Regions from separate parts of the Sus scrofa genome. Here region 2 is linked to region 1. The links are chromatin contacts, called in public HiChIP or PLAC-seq maps. All regions are on one chromosome and are shown on one strand. The core of a region is the stretch at or near the end of the contact, and the rest is flanking DNA. Distances in the headings are between cores, read along the strand shown.

Region 1 (6,836 bases), core at 1,303-3,802:
GGGGTAGACATAAGGGAACTCTTTTGTTGGGAAGGAGAAAGGGACTTATTTGGGGTAGGGCAGGAGGGTCAGGGAGAAGAGACAGAACATGAAGACATACATGAAGCAGTGGGTGGCGCTGACCACCCAGCAGGGACTGATGAGGCTGCCACCACACACATAGGTGACAGAGCCTCCACGATGCCTTCTATAGATGGCTGCAAACCAAGGCTGGTTCTCGATGGTGGTGCTTTTTCCCCCAACAATCTTAAAGCGGGGCCTCAGAGCCTTCTGGCCACACTGAAACTCTACTTTTTCCGGAGTAGAGAAGGGATTTTTTCCTGGAGGAAAGAAAAAGGCAACTTTAGGGAAGGGAAGTAGCATCAAGTGTCTCTCTCCTGGTCCTCTGACCTCCCTGTTTTCCAGGACCAGTCAGGCCTCCCTCCTCATCCCTCCTGTGATGGACTAAGAGAACACATGAGTTTGTCCCTTTCTACCCACCATCATAAGCAGGCCGGTGACTCTCACCACCAGAGCAGTTGGGCACCATGCACTCTTGGACAAGCTGCTTCAGGCCAACCTGCACGTAGCACCAGGGTCTTCTCTGATTGTCTGGGTTCCTGGCAAAATAGAGGGGAGACGGGGGTCATTCCAATCCAGAGTGCCTTTTCTGCATCTTCCCCCTCCAGGGAAGACTCAGCCAGAGGCCTTGATATTCTCGTGCTCTGACCAGCACTCGGAAAACAAAAAGGATGGTAATGAGGGTTTCTGTGAAGTGATGCAGAGGGTCCTTGCCACCCCCACCTCACCTGCAGTAATTGTGTTTCCCCAGGCCCAGCTGCAGGGCGTCAGGTCTGTGGGCATGGTACGTGTTCAGAAGGACAGTGGCAGAGTTCCAGGGCAGGCAGGGCCGGCCTCCAGTGTTGGTATTGGCCTTCCCTCTGTAAGAGTGACCGTTCCCCTCAAAGCAGGTTTGCGATGTGTCTATGGAAGGATGTGAGGATGAGAATATTAGAAAGAGGAGGAAGTTGAGACAGGCATTTGAGAGAGCCTTCCAGGCCTCACATGATTTCAGGCTAGGCAGAAGACACTAGAAAGGGTCTTCTTTCCATCCCCACCTCCCATTTGTGCAGCCACAGCTTCATGAGATAGTGCATGTTTGTGTTTGACTATATATCACTGGGAACAAAGATGCCCCCCTCCTTTTTACCCCCAACTCCTAACGCCTGCCTGCTCTTGCATCCCACCCATGTCTCCCTGCCCCACAATCCCTGGTGCCTCCTCCTCTCCAGTTAGAATCAGGATCCACATACCTATCTCACAGTGCTCCCCTTGGAATTTCTTTGGGCAGCTGCATCGCTGAATGTTGGAGAAGTACTTGTAGGACACACATTTTCCTCCATTCAGACAGCCACAGTTCGCTGCAGAACACAAAGGTTGGGGGGTGGGGGGTAAGCAAGGAGTGTGGGAGGAAGCAATCAGGGAGCCAGTCCTCTTGCTGGTAAAGGGAGGGGCTGCCCCCTGAGGCTTTTCCAAGATATCAGTGCAAGCAGATATTGTGCAAGGGGTGGATACTCACATGCACCAGACTCTTGATGAAGTTCATGGCTGCCCTGGAAGAGATGAGTAGGGAGGGAGAGAAAGGGAAAGTTCAACAAAGGTTCCATGCTCCTGCGGTTCCAGGGTGAGGATAAACTGGCCCCCACCCCCAAGCTCACCCTTCCCTCTGGTTCCCTCTCTCTTCACCCCGTTCGTGTCTGCCTAGCTCTCAAATGAAAGATCATAGGTTTCCAGCAGAGAGAAATGGATTGACTCAAGCAAGCTTCACGAATCAAGTGCCAGCAGAGCAGGGCAGTCCCTGCGGCTTCTTTCTCCCCTGCCAGCCACTGAGAGCTCACTTGGTTCTCAACACCCCAATGTCACACCTGCCCTATTTCCCAGGGAGGGTCTGGCCCTGCCGTTGATGGGATTTAGAGGACCCTAGCTCCCTAAGCAGCCCCTTCCTTTCCCGGGCCCTGTTCAGGGGTCTTGCAAGCCCCCTCCCGCCGCCAAGAGTCAAAGCACAGAAGCCACTCACTTTGGAGTCGCTCACGACCAGGACACAGAGGAGCAGGCACGCCCGCAGGACTCTCATGCTGGCGAGGCTTGGGCTCTAGACAGCGGCTCTGCAAGGGAAGGAGAAGTCAGGGGAAGAAGGGGAGAAACGCGAAGGCGGACAGGCTGGGTTACTGCAGTTGGGGGCAGGAGCCCCTAGGTCCCCTGCAGGATGAGCCCGCGGTGACCAGGTTCCCCGAACCTGACCGTCCCTCCTCTCTGGAGACTCAGGGATCGCGGCACAGCCTGGATCCGCCACGCAGAAGGACTCCTGTGCGCTGGGCACAGAGTCGCGGTGACCCCGCGGAGCCGCTGCCGAGCGGGGCCAGCGGGTAGGGGGAAGTGAAGCCGGCAGGAGGGGGGCTGCCTGCATCCACCCTGTGCTCTTAGGGTGGCCCACACTCACCCTCGACTATGGCCTGTATGGGACAGCGGGGACTAGTAGGCACTCTGATGCTCGGCAGGCTCTAGGACTTCAGTCTCCGCGCTGTGCTCCTAAGCCCGCAGTGCAGGCTCTATATTAGGACTCGCCCCAGCCCTGGCCCCGCCCTAGCCTGGGATCTTCCCATCCACTCCCTTCCCTCCTCTTCCCTGCAGGCCAGCTCTGACTCGGACCGCCCCCCCACGGGCTTCCTCAACCTTAACTGTGAGGGGGCAGAGCGGTTCCCAGGGGAGGGATAAATTGGTCTGAACTGAGGGAAAGAGAGGCACCTAAAATCCCCGCCCCCTCCTCGCATTCACCTGCCCTGGGTCCCGCCCCTGAGCAGCACCTCCCCACCAAACCCCGAATTACAAAAAGAAGATCGATTTGGGAGATGCCCTACCCCTGCCCCCAGCTATGATGCTGCCTCCCAGATCCCCTCAATCAGCTCTTTCTCACCCTTTCTACCCTTAGCCCCAGCTGCCTACGAGAGTGATTCGGACCCCTGGGTATACGGGCATAGTTCTCAGCGCTGTGAAGTCTCTTTCTCAATGTGAAAATACTCCTGACACATGCTCATGCTCTCTGAAACGGACAAAACCCCCCTGCTCACCCGGGCTGCCTCGGTTGTATGCCAGCTCCCCCTAAGTGAATAACGCTAGCTGAATTTGTTGCTCACTGCAGCAAGATAGCTTGTGGTGTTGGGGTGGGGGGGGGCATGGATTTCATTGGGAATTGGCAGTTTGGTTTAAGGGAGGTCTTTGAACATGAGGGCTGGATAAGAATTAGGGCTCATCTGGTATGATATTATAGGATTGTGATAACAAAGTCTTAGGGCACAGACTGCTGACACTTTCTTTTGAAGTGTTGATAGGTCTTTCAGAAAGTTCCTTTAATGAACCAATCATTAGTTTGCCTGGGCCATAGTATAGACACTTAATAAAGACTAGAAAGTGTAAAGTCTTGATTAATGGAAAGGTAAAGTTTGATTAATATAGAAAGTTTTCTTTTTACCTCTGAGGAGAGAAATTAGGGAACTTGAGGGCAAGAATGAGATTTATTTGTCACTGTATGGCCTTTTACACTATTTACATTTTTGAAAACACATCTTTGTGTCACCCATTCCAAAAAGATAATTGCAGATTTTTAAATGCATGCGTATTTAGTATTCTACTTCATCGTAGAGCCTTGTTTCTAGTAAGATAAAATAATTGCTCATCAGATAAGATCGGTCTCCATAAAGACAGATCATGTGTAAAGGACTCCACCTATGCTTCCTGCTTGTGGGTGAGCGCACGCAGTTGTGTACACACGCACAAGCCCTTTCACACGCACATATCCCTCAGGCAGAGTTGAAGAAGCACAGCAGTGACTCTGAAGTTCAGTCACCCCCACCTCTTTCCCCTAATGCTGGGAACAAGGGCTTGGGGTCATTTGAATCCACCCTGCAGGACTGTCTCCCTTAGTGGAAGGGGATGGGGCTACATCCCTATAACTCACTAGGGGCCTAGGCTTGGTTCTTCTCTCTGCCTAGCCGCCAGCATTTTGGCAAACCTGGACCTTGGGTCTCGGTCCACTTGAGTGGGGCAGAGGTGGGCAGAGAGAGTGCCAGGATGGCAGGAAGAAGGAAAGCCTCTTTGTTGTACTCCAGCCAGAGCTCTTAGGATGACAGCCTCTGCCTGGGAAAGTACAAATTAACCATCCAGCTTGGAGGGCAGGTGACCCATCATCCTCCAGAGGGAGAGTTTTTCTGTGCCCAGTTCTGAGTTGCCAGCCTCCAGGGGAATGGACTGAGTCAGAAGTGCTGGAGGCCGCAGAATTGGCCTCACTACTTCCTCTAGAAGACTGCTATGTTTTGTTTGGAGTTAAAACCCATTCCTTGTAAATAAACGTGATCAGAATGTAAACAGAGATGTTACAGCCTGAGGACCTACCCCGAAACTCCTAGGTTAGTTATCAGGAATTTCCCAGCAGACTCTTCTGATTCACAGAGCTCCCCCAGCAGCTCTCATGACTCCAGATTACTTGGCTGGAGGCTGTCATACTGATTCTGAGAGCAGGATGACCTCATTTCCTCTTGGACAAAGAGGCTTGGAGACCGTTATACAGCATGACACCCCTCTTCCCCCTCCTTCCTCCTATGGCCTCTTCACCTGGTTGAACAATCCTACAGTCTCTGTGAAGACAGAACTTCCTTTCCACTCTGTGCTCTTTGGTGCTCTCTGTGTCTTTCGGTGCAGTATGTGCTAGTCTTTCAGTTCTTTCAGGGCAGAGACCACGTCTTAAATATCTTTGTCTCTCCCTCAGCACCTGGTGCATGCCTTGTTCCCCTAAGTGCTTTATTATGAATGAATCCAGGAACAAGTGAGAACAGACAGTTTTGGGGGCACACTCAAAGTTTCCCTCCTTTTGGTCTTTTTCCCCCTTGCCATAAAATATGGTACTGACCTCATTTTCATCTTTTGCCAAAAAGCACTCTGATACAAACCACTCCTCTTTAAACTCACAACTGCCTTATGACGTAGCTGGGAATCATTATATCCGTTTTGCTGATGAGAAAAATGAGGTGGAGTGAAGATACATAGTTGATGAGTGGCAAAGCCAGCACTAGAACCCAGGTTTTCTGACCCGTGTTCCTGTGCTCTCTAAGCACACTGCCTTCGTAAGAGAGACGTTCAAGACAGGAGGCTATGAAGAAAACGGCCAGATGATGTAAGATGTTCCAGCTCAGGGGAGCCCCACTTGGTGACTTTGGAGACCTCCTTCTAGAAACTCCTAGGACTGTGGGCTCTGAGCTCCTGTGAGGCCCCGGCTATAATATGAGTTAGTCTGTTGCCTGAGTTTCAGGACCAAACTTGGGGGTCACGGCTACTGAAATTTCTGTTGAATGTGAAAATAAGGAACTGAATATGTGTGATTTCATTCTGCCCCTGACGCTCAGAGTAAAACCACCAGCCTCCCGCCTCTGTGTCTCAGCAGTCCAAACCTCCCGAGTTCGATGTGGCAATGGAGACTAATAGGGAGGGCCTTGCTTCCTAGAGCTGCTCATAAAAAAAATAGGCAGATACCAAGCGTGCAAGGAGGACCAGGATGTCAAATTGGCCCCGAAACTGTGTTCAGGAAACTGGGCCATTGAAGGGCTATTTTCTGACCAGAAGTACCTAAAGGGAAGTTCACATCGAGTCACAGGATGTTTCCCTGGGCTGCTATACCAAGAATGTTGAACTTGGTACTATGGAGAAAATGTGGAGTCTAGCCACAGGTCAGGTCATCCAAATTGGCAAGACACTTAATCCTCTTGGTCTCTGTTCTCCATCTGCAAAAAGACGCAATGCCTACCCTGCCCCTAACTCACTGTGCAGATTGAATGAGATCATGCGTTGTGATCATGCATTGAGATCATGCGTGTGAAATCATTCATTTATTCCTTTATTCATTCACCCAGTGTTCGTCATGGGCCTCCTGTGCGTCAGGCACAGTTCTACATGGTAGAGACACAAGAATGAACCTTGTTTGTAAACTATAATTCCTACCTCGAGTGCCTGCCTTGCCTTCCTAACCATGGCTGTCCTGGCCCAGAAGTCCAGGTCATTCTCGAGAGTCCATTCCAGGATTCCAGTTAAGTGAGGATACTGTGTCCTCAGCCAGCAGTTCCCAGCAACCGGCCAGCTGCATGTGCTGCTCACCCTGTAGTCCTGACTCCCACTCTCCCCTCCTCCTCTCCAGTTGTCCGTGGCACGAAACTCTTCTCTTCCTCCCACACATGGTACATATAGACTCCTCTGCAGTTCTGGGAAGGGGGCAGTGAATGCTGGTCACATAGCTTCCATGGGTCCAAGGACTATTTCTCCCTGCATGTGTAATGCTACAGTGAAGATCCTATTTCACAGTAGGCACTGGAAGCCACGTTTGGGGCCTGTAACATGATAGGGGAGGTGCTGGGGCTGCTGGGCCCCCAGCGGCCTGTGGAAAGAATAGGGCGGGGGAAGCCACATACTTGCTTCCTTACTCATGGAAAGCAAAGAGCCAGGGGCTGCACCCTGAGGTTATACTCTTTCGTCAGGATCAGTGAAGCCAAGTTGGACCCTCCAGCTCCAGCCTATGACCCCTACTCTTTCTCGTCATTTTCTGCCTCGTCATCTCTGGCTCAATTCCTAGCCCCACCCAAGCCAGTAAGCTCAGACCTCTGCATGAATATTTTGAGCCTTGGCCAAATTTTCCTGTGTCCCTAATCTAAACCTGGTAACCTCCTAAGTCCAGAACTTATTACCTCAAAGAGTGTTTCCAGACCATCTGGCCTTTGAAGCTGCCACTAGGAACCAAAGCTAGGCCGTGCTCCTAG
Region 2 (6,836 bases), core at 2,616-5,115, 210 kb before region 1:
TGAATCAGACTAGGAACTATGAGGTTGCAGGTTTGATCCGTGGCCTCACTCAGGGGGTTAAGGATCCGGTGTTGCTGTGAGCTGTGGTGTAGGTCGCAGACACAGCTTGGATACCTCGTTGCTGTGGCTGTGGCATAGGACAGCAGCTATAGCACTGATTAGACCCCTAGCCTGGGAACCTCCATATGACGTGAGTGCGGCTCTAAAAAGCAAAAAAAAAGAAAGTAAAATGGTTGGGAATCAATAATTTGAGAAAAGCTCAACATTTGCTGATTGGAGAACTGCAGTTTTTCCTTTTTAATAGAGATTAAAATTCATGACCCAGAAAAATGCATAACTGCTGACTCAGAGAGAGTTAAGAAGTGGGCTCTTCAAATTCAACCATTTCTAACACCGTTACAGCTTACAAATATTTGCTGTGATAAATAACTAGAGCTATGATTAACGATGATTAGATAGAACTTGAGACTGGAGGTGGAGAGACTGGTTAGAAAGCCAATATAAAGTCTAAGCAAAATGAAGTCTAAACTTGAGTTGTGGCAGCAGCGAGGGAAAAGAAAAGGAATTTATCAGATGTTGCTGAAGAAGAAAAGATTAACTTTGATAACTACACTACATGCAGAGGGAAAATGAATCGAGTATCTAGATTCCAAACTTTGGAGTAAGAGAAGTTAGTGGTGCCATTAACAGACATAGGGACCACAGAAGGTGTAGACTTAGGATAGTAGATGGATTTAGTTTAATACATATGACTTCGAAGTGTCAGCAACACACTCAGAAGGAGATATGTAGCAGACAGTTAAAATTAGGGTTTGAGAGCTGAAGCACAGAGAAACAGAAAGATGATACATGCGAAGGTGACCAGCTCAAAGCCTGGACCCTACACTCGCTTCAGTCCGACCAAACAAATGTAGTTCCCAAACAGAGGCAGCTCTCTCCCATTTCTACCTCCAAACAAACTTTTCTATAAAGCCAGACACCTGATTTCACACCCAGTTAGCTCTTTGTCATCTTTCAGAATGCTCTGGTATCATTTTCCCAAACCCCATTCATCTTCCACCTGGAGAATGATACCTGGGTCTTAGGTCTCTCTCCATATGTACCTAATTTTTAGCACCATGCCTAGAATAGAAGGCTTGAAAGACTGACTGAAAAAACACAGTCCCCTTAAAAATGACTGCTAAAGAAATGAACTTGGACAATATTTTTCAAAGGAGAGAAAAGAAAATTAAGTGGATCTAAATATAGGTAGTTGTCATGGAACATCTTCATCTAGGGAGCATTTACCAAAAAATGTTTCTCTCAACTTCTTTTAACCCTAAATACCTCATCTGTAACACAAGGATAATTACTCATACTTCACAGGTTGCTGGAAGGATTAAATGAGATAGTATATATAAAGCTCCTAGTATAATGCCTGGCACTCAATGTCCTCTTCTGTTCTGTAACTCAGTAAGAAGAAAACATGATAGAGCCAGCTTATTCTTTGCAACTTCAGTAACTGCTGCACACTGAAAAACTAGGATGCAAGTTCAATCTCTGGCCTTGCTCAGTGGGTTAAGGATCTAACATTGATTTGAGCTGTAATATAGATCACAGATGCGGCTCATGTTCGGCATTGCTGTAGCTGTGGTATAGGCCAGCAGCTACAGCTCTGATTCAACCCCTAGCCTGGGACCCTCCATATGCAGAGGGTGTGACCCTAAAAAGACCAAAAAAAAAAAGGATATTTGAGAAAGAGAGGCTAGACTTGTCAGCTGCTCACCCTAGAACCAAAATTTTTTTTTTCAATCTCACACTATTGTCAATTTTGTCTAGATAATTCTTTGTTGTAGGGGGCTTCCTGTGCATAGTACAATGTTTAGCATCATTCCTAAATCCCACCTACCTGGTGCCATTAGCACTCTCCACCAAGTATGTCTACAGCCATCGCCAAAATGTTCCCTGGGGGACAATATTTCCCCTGGTTGAGAACTACCCTAGAGTTCACTAGGGCTTTTGGATAAATTGCATAAAGTTGATAAATTTAGTATGGTAATTAAATTCTAAGTACAGACTTAGAATCAGACTGTTTTTAAATCCTAACCCCATCATTTACTAGATAGGTGACCCAGATCAAGTTACTTAACCTCTCTATACCTGTTTTCTCCTTGATAAAATGGATATAATTATAGTGTCTTCCTTGTAGGGTTGCTGTGGGATTGAATGAGTTAAAGTAGGTAACATGCTGACAGAATACATATTAAACATTATTATTTATCATTATTTTAAGCATGCATAAGCAGAGAAAAGCACACAATAAAGTCAAATAACAATGAATTTGCACCCAGCTGCTCTGGGTTCATACTTCATTTCCTCAACTGTTTCACTCAGGCTTCCATTTTCTCATTTGTAAAATAGGAAAGCACTTTGAAAATGGATTAGCATGAACAGAAAATCTGAGGGCTGTATGTAGGATAACAGAAAAGTTGCAGCTGTCTTCCAATTTGAAAGAGGAAAATTTGTAAAGGAGGTGCTTTTTAAGGAAATTCTCTAATAAATGATCAAAGGAGGGAAGCACATGCCTTTAACCCAGGGAGGTCTGATTCAAAAGCCTTTGCTTTAGTCTATAGTTTGAAATCCTAAAACAAAAATAGAACATCCTGAGGAATCCAAAAAAAAAAAAAGTTTATTTTCTTTGTGTAAGGTAGGCACACTAAACCTTTGCCCTTTTGAGGGTAATATGAAATATATTAAAAGGCGAAAGATTTATACGATCTGAAGAGAAACCAGAGTATTAATATGAAATATATTAAAGGCACTGGCAGGGATTTGGTCACTAACCATTCAAACAGCATGAACACACCACCAGATCCCTTAGTGACCTTTCATTTTCAATTATGATTCACTCTTTCAGAGGTGAAGGGTAATGTTGGAAGAAGTGAGCTTTGTCTTGTACAATTAGGAGTGTCTCAAGAGTTCTAAATCAGTTTGATATGTCTAGTTTAAGACACAAAATTTATTGCCTTCCAAGGAGCATTTCAAAATCAGCAAAGAATATATATACTACACCTCATGTTTATTAGGGGATACTATATTAACCAATAAGCAAAAGCTGAAACATCAAATCACCTGTAAAGCAAAAATTAGGTGGAGAACTATCTCCACTACTGCCAAAAAATGCAAAGAAAGTAAGAAAAATCAACTTTTCCTAACCATTCAGGCAAATTCCATCCCCGCAAAGCCTCGGAGGTGGGGTCCCGGTCCCTGGAAAAGGGTCTGCAAAGGTACCAGACTTCAGTAGCGAATATACCAAAAATAAGGTGAAGACGTCTTTCCGCGAAAATTCCCCTAAATTCTGTTTTTCTCCCGGGGTAGTGCAGTCGCTACGCATTTTCCTCGTTATCCCCAGGAAAAAGGAGGTAGCCGCAGGTGACGCGGCTCAGGTCGGGTCTGGTCCTCCTAGGTCACATCTGCCCTGTGCGGACCGGCTCCCACGTGGCGCCCACAGCCTTCCACCGCCAGCTCCGAGCGCCCCGCCAGCGCTGTGATTGGCCAAGGGCGAGCAGGCGGAGACTGAACTAAACTGGGCAGGCGCCGGGCAAAGGGTCGCAGCCCAGCGGATACGAGCGCTGGCCTCAGGCGGGCGGTGAGGATAGCACCCAGCGCCGAAGCCGCGCAACCCCACGTGGGCCAAGGTTAGCGGCAGGCGCCGTTGCCCTCCACCCTACGTCAGGTAGTGCTCACCTCAGCGTTCGCAGCGCCTCCACCTTCAGCTTTTTGGGCTTTGGCTCTTCTTCAACCGCTGCCATCTTCACGCTCCCACCTCACTTAAGCACCAGCGCACGCCCCACCCCTTCGGCTCCTTGGCCACGCCCCCTCCTCCCATCACCGCCTCCTTTCCTCTAGACCCCGCCCCTCTCTCCTCCCCCTAGTCCCCGCCTCTCCCGACCACAGCCATTGGCTTTACTTCTGGGCCTCACCCATTGGATAATGCACAGCCCCTCCGGACCCCGCCAGTCCGACTGTAGGGGCACCCCTAACTGGTTTAGACTGCGGATGAGCGCCTGAGTCCAGAAGATGCGAAACTCCCTATTTTTCTAGATTCTGTGTGATCTAGAAGATTATATCCTAAACTTCAAAAGACATATTTCTCATTCAGCGTCTTCCCGCTCGTTTAATCTTTCCAATACTGTTGGTTTCTTTGAGGCTGTTAGTCAGGCAATCTACCAGGCACCTCAACTGCAGGGGTCCTCACGACCTTCTCAGCTTCCTCAGCCTCGCTCTGGAGAGGACCCCGCATCTAATCACTGGCTGGCCCTGGTGTCGGGGTGAGTGTGAGGGGCTGGGAGTGTGCGGATAGGGGACAGCTCGAAATCTGGGGGGTTGACGGAATAGCCAAGGCTCTGAACTCCAGGCTGGGCTACGGAAGCGTCTCCAGTGCTGTTTACCGGGGCCGTGCCTCCCACTAGGCCTTCCGGTCTTTCTTGTCAGCTGGGCCGGAAGGGAGCGGTGTACTTGCCAGTGTTTCTAGGCCCTAGGCCCAAGAGGTTCTGGCTTTTTGGGTCCCTCGCCGTTCTCTGCCACGGGAAAACGGTCTTGTAACGCACAGTGAGCTGGAATACCGGTGACTCTGATCTCAGCCTCAGGTTTCTACTGTGGAGGACAAAATCCTTAACTGACCTAAGCGGACGTCCTGTTAGAGCGTGTCGCCCAGGATGGGCCTGGGGTGGGGAATAGGGTGAGGAGAGTGTTGCATTTTTTCAGAAGTGAGTTGATGGGAATCAAAACTGAGGAGGTGACAGCGAGTATGGAAAAGTGATGAATGATATGGTTTGGTGGATTTGTATTGAACCCGAAGCCAACGCTTCATCAGAAAGGTGGTACCTTCATAAAGTTAGGAGTCCTTACATGAAAAGGAAGAATCTTGTGGAGTTTGGGATATATCGAGTTTGAAACAGTGGTTTAGGTGGAGGTAATAGAAAGATTAAAAAGAAAAAAAAAAAAAAAAAAAAACTTACAAGTACATCTGAAAGAAGCTTTCGAGGTGAAAACAAAAACAGATGAAATTTCACATAATTTGGTAAGAAGTATTTGTCTTGTTTTGGGCAAATTTATTAGGGACATGAAATACTGCAAGGATCAAAGGACAAAGTTGAAGTCTGAGAATAGGTCGTTGGATTTAATGATTAGGAAGTCATTGGGTTATTTGAGAAAACTGCTTTAAAGCATCATTTACTGAGAGGAGAGACTGCACGTGCAGACTAGTGCTTCTTCTTTTGTTTTTTTGGGTTTTTTTTTTTTTTTTTTTTTTGGTTTTGTTTTGTTTGTTTTTTTTTGTCTTTTTGCCATTTCTTGAGCCGCTTCCGCGGCGTATGTAGTTTCCCAGGCTAGGGGTCGAATCGGAGCTGTAGCCGCCGGCCTACGCCATAGCCACAGCAACGCGGGATCCGAGCCGCATCTGCGACCTACACCACAGCTCACGGCAACGCTGGATCGTTAACCCACTGAGTAAGGGCAGGGATCGAACCCGCAACCTCATGGTTCCTAGTCTAATTCGTTAACCACTGCGCCACGACAGGAACTCCCTGCTTCTTCTTTTGGACCATGAAGCAAAAGATTGTTGAGGTGGCAAGGTCCCTAAAAGATTTGGGGTTTGTTTGTTTCAAAGAATATCAGACACTTTATGTTTGGGAGCAGAAAGCAGGTAACTAATGTATAAGATTAAAGATCCAGGGAAAAGGAGTTAAGACTTGGGAAGAGAGAAAAGGAAATGGGATCAGAATTACAAGTGGAAAAATTAGTGTTGGAAACAACAGAGCACACTTTGACTTGAGACCATAGAAAAAGAGGAATTCGATGAATGAAAAATCATCTGAAACTTAACATACCTTTGGTGGGAAAGCTCTCTTGGCAATAAAGGTAGCCTTTCTTACCGAATCTTGGGATTTCTACATTGTTTCTCAACAGTAAACATAATAGATTATTGGAGTTCCCTGCAAACTAGATATTTTTAAGTAGCTTAATAATTATTAGTGAGTAGCAGATGGTATTTGTAGAGAAGAGGAATTCTCTCTTTCTATAGATGACTCTCTCTCCTATTCCACAGAGAAAATAGAAGCCATCATCTTTCTGCAGCCAAATACACAAACCTGCTTTCCTTCTGTTTAAAGAGGGAAAAGTATTCCTTTTCCTTAAGGAAGGCAGATCTTTTCACTTAAGTTCCCCAGTGTCATCCTCTCCCACATCCTCAGGGTCTTCTTTTGTTTATAGTTATTCCCTCACTCTTATATCATCAGCCTTTCCCTTCTCACATTTTTCCTTCAGCTTTTAAAAATAGTCTTCCTTAACTTTATAAACCACTCCAGTTTATTTTCCTGTCTTTTTATCTCCTTCACAGCCAGAGTTCTTGACTGTATCATCTACTCGCCTTATCTCTCTTTTTCCCACTTCTTGCTATTTATTTTTTGGCCCGCTGCAGTATATTCTTGCTTCCAGCATTCCACTGAACTACTACTGAAACTGCTTTAAGATCACCAATGCCTATGTGTTGAATTGTACATTCTCATCAGGGACAAAATTTGCTTCTTGTAAGGAAAAAAAATTATGCTTTTTATGTATAAAACCAATATTTACAGTACATAAAGAGATAAACATTGTGTGATATTAAAATTTTATGAATGAGAGGTGTTAATGAAGGGGGGTTTGACAAGGCCCATTAAGAGACAGTAATGTAAAGAAAGTTGAAAACCACTGTAAAAAATGGATATTTTCAGTTCATCTTCCTTTTTATTTATTTATTTATTTATTTTTGCCTCTCCCATGGTATAAGGAAGTTCTGAGTCAGGGATTGAATC

Evidence for each region. HiChIP or PLAC-seq counts read pairs in DNA pulled down with a chosen protein or histone mark.
Region 2: a contact with region 1 is called in an H3K27ac HiChIP or PLAC-seq map of alveolar macrophages. The contact joins the promoter of ADK here to the promoter of PLAU in region 1. A contact is called at or near these places in 1 of 5 promoter capture datasets (fetal liver) and 1 of 2 datasets of contacts at active chromatin or transcription factors (alveolar macrophages).

Annotation. Positions count from the first base shown.
Region 1 is chr14:76,625,029-76,631,864 of Sscrofa11.1, reverse strand. It overlaps PLAU (plasminogen activator, urokinase), which reads right to left and starts at 2,552. Exons shown (of 11, transcript NM_213945.1): 1 at 2,480-2,552; 2 at 2,057-2,144; 3 at 1,559-1,592; 4 at 1,293-1,400; 5 at 789-963; 6 at 481-599; 7 at 101-320. The coding sequence starts at 2,113. The region is part of intron 2 of LOC102160869 (atherin-like); the gene reads left to right. It also overlaps a transcript of CAMK2G not described here.
Region 2 is chr14:76,833,101-76,839,936 of Sscrofa11.1, reverse strand. It overlaps ADK (adenosine kinase), which reads right to left and starts at 3,865. Exons shown (of 11, transcript XM_003359240.4): 1 at 3,727-3,865. The coding sequence starts at 3,791. AP3M1 (adaptor related protein complex 3 mu 1 subunit) reads left to right here and starts at 4,263. Exons shown (of 9, transcript NM_001243516.1): 1 at 4,263-4,310.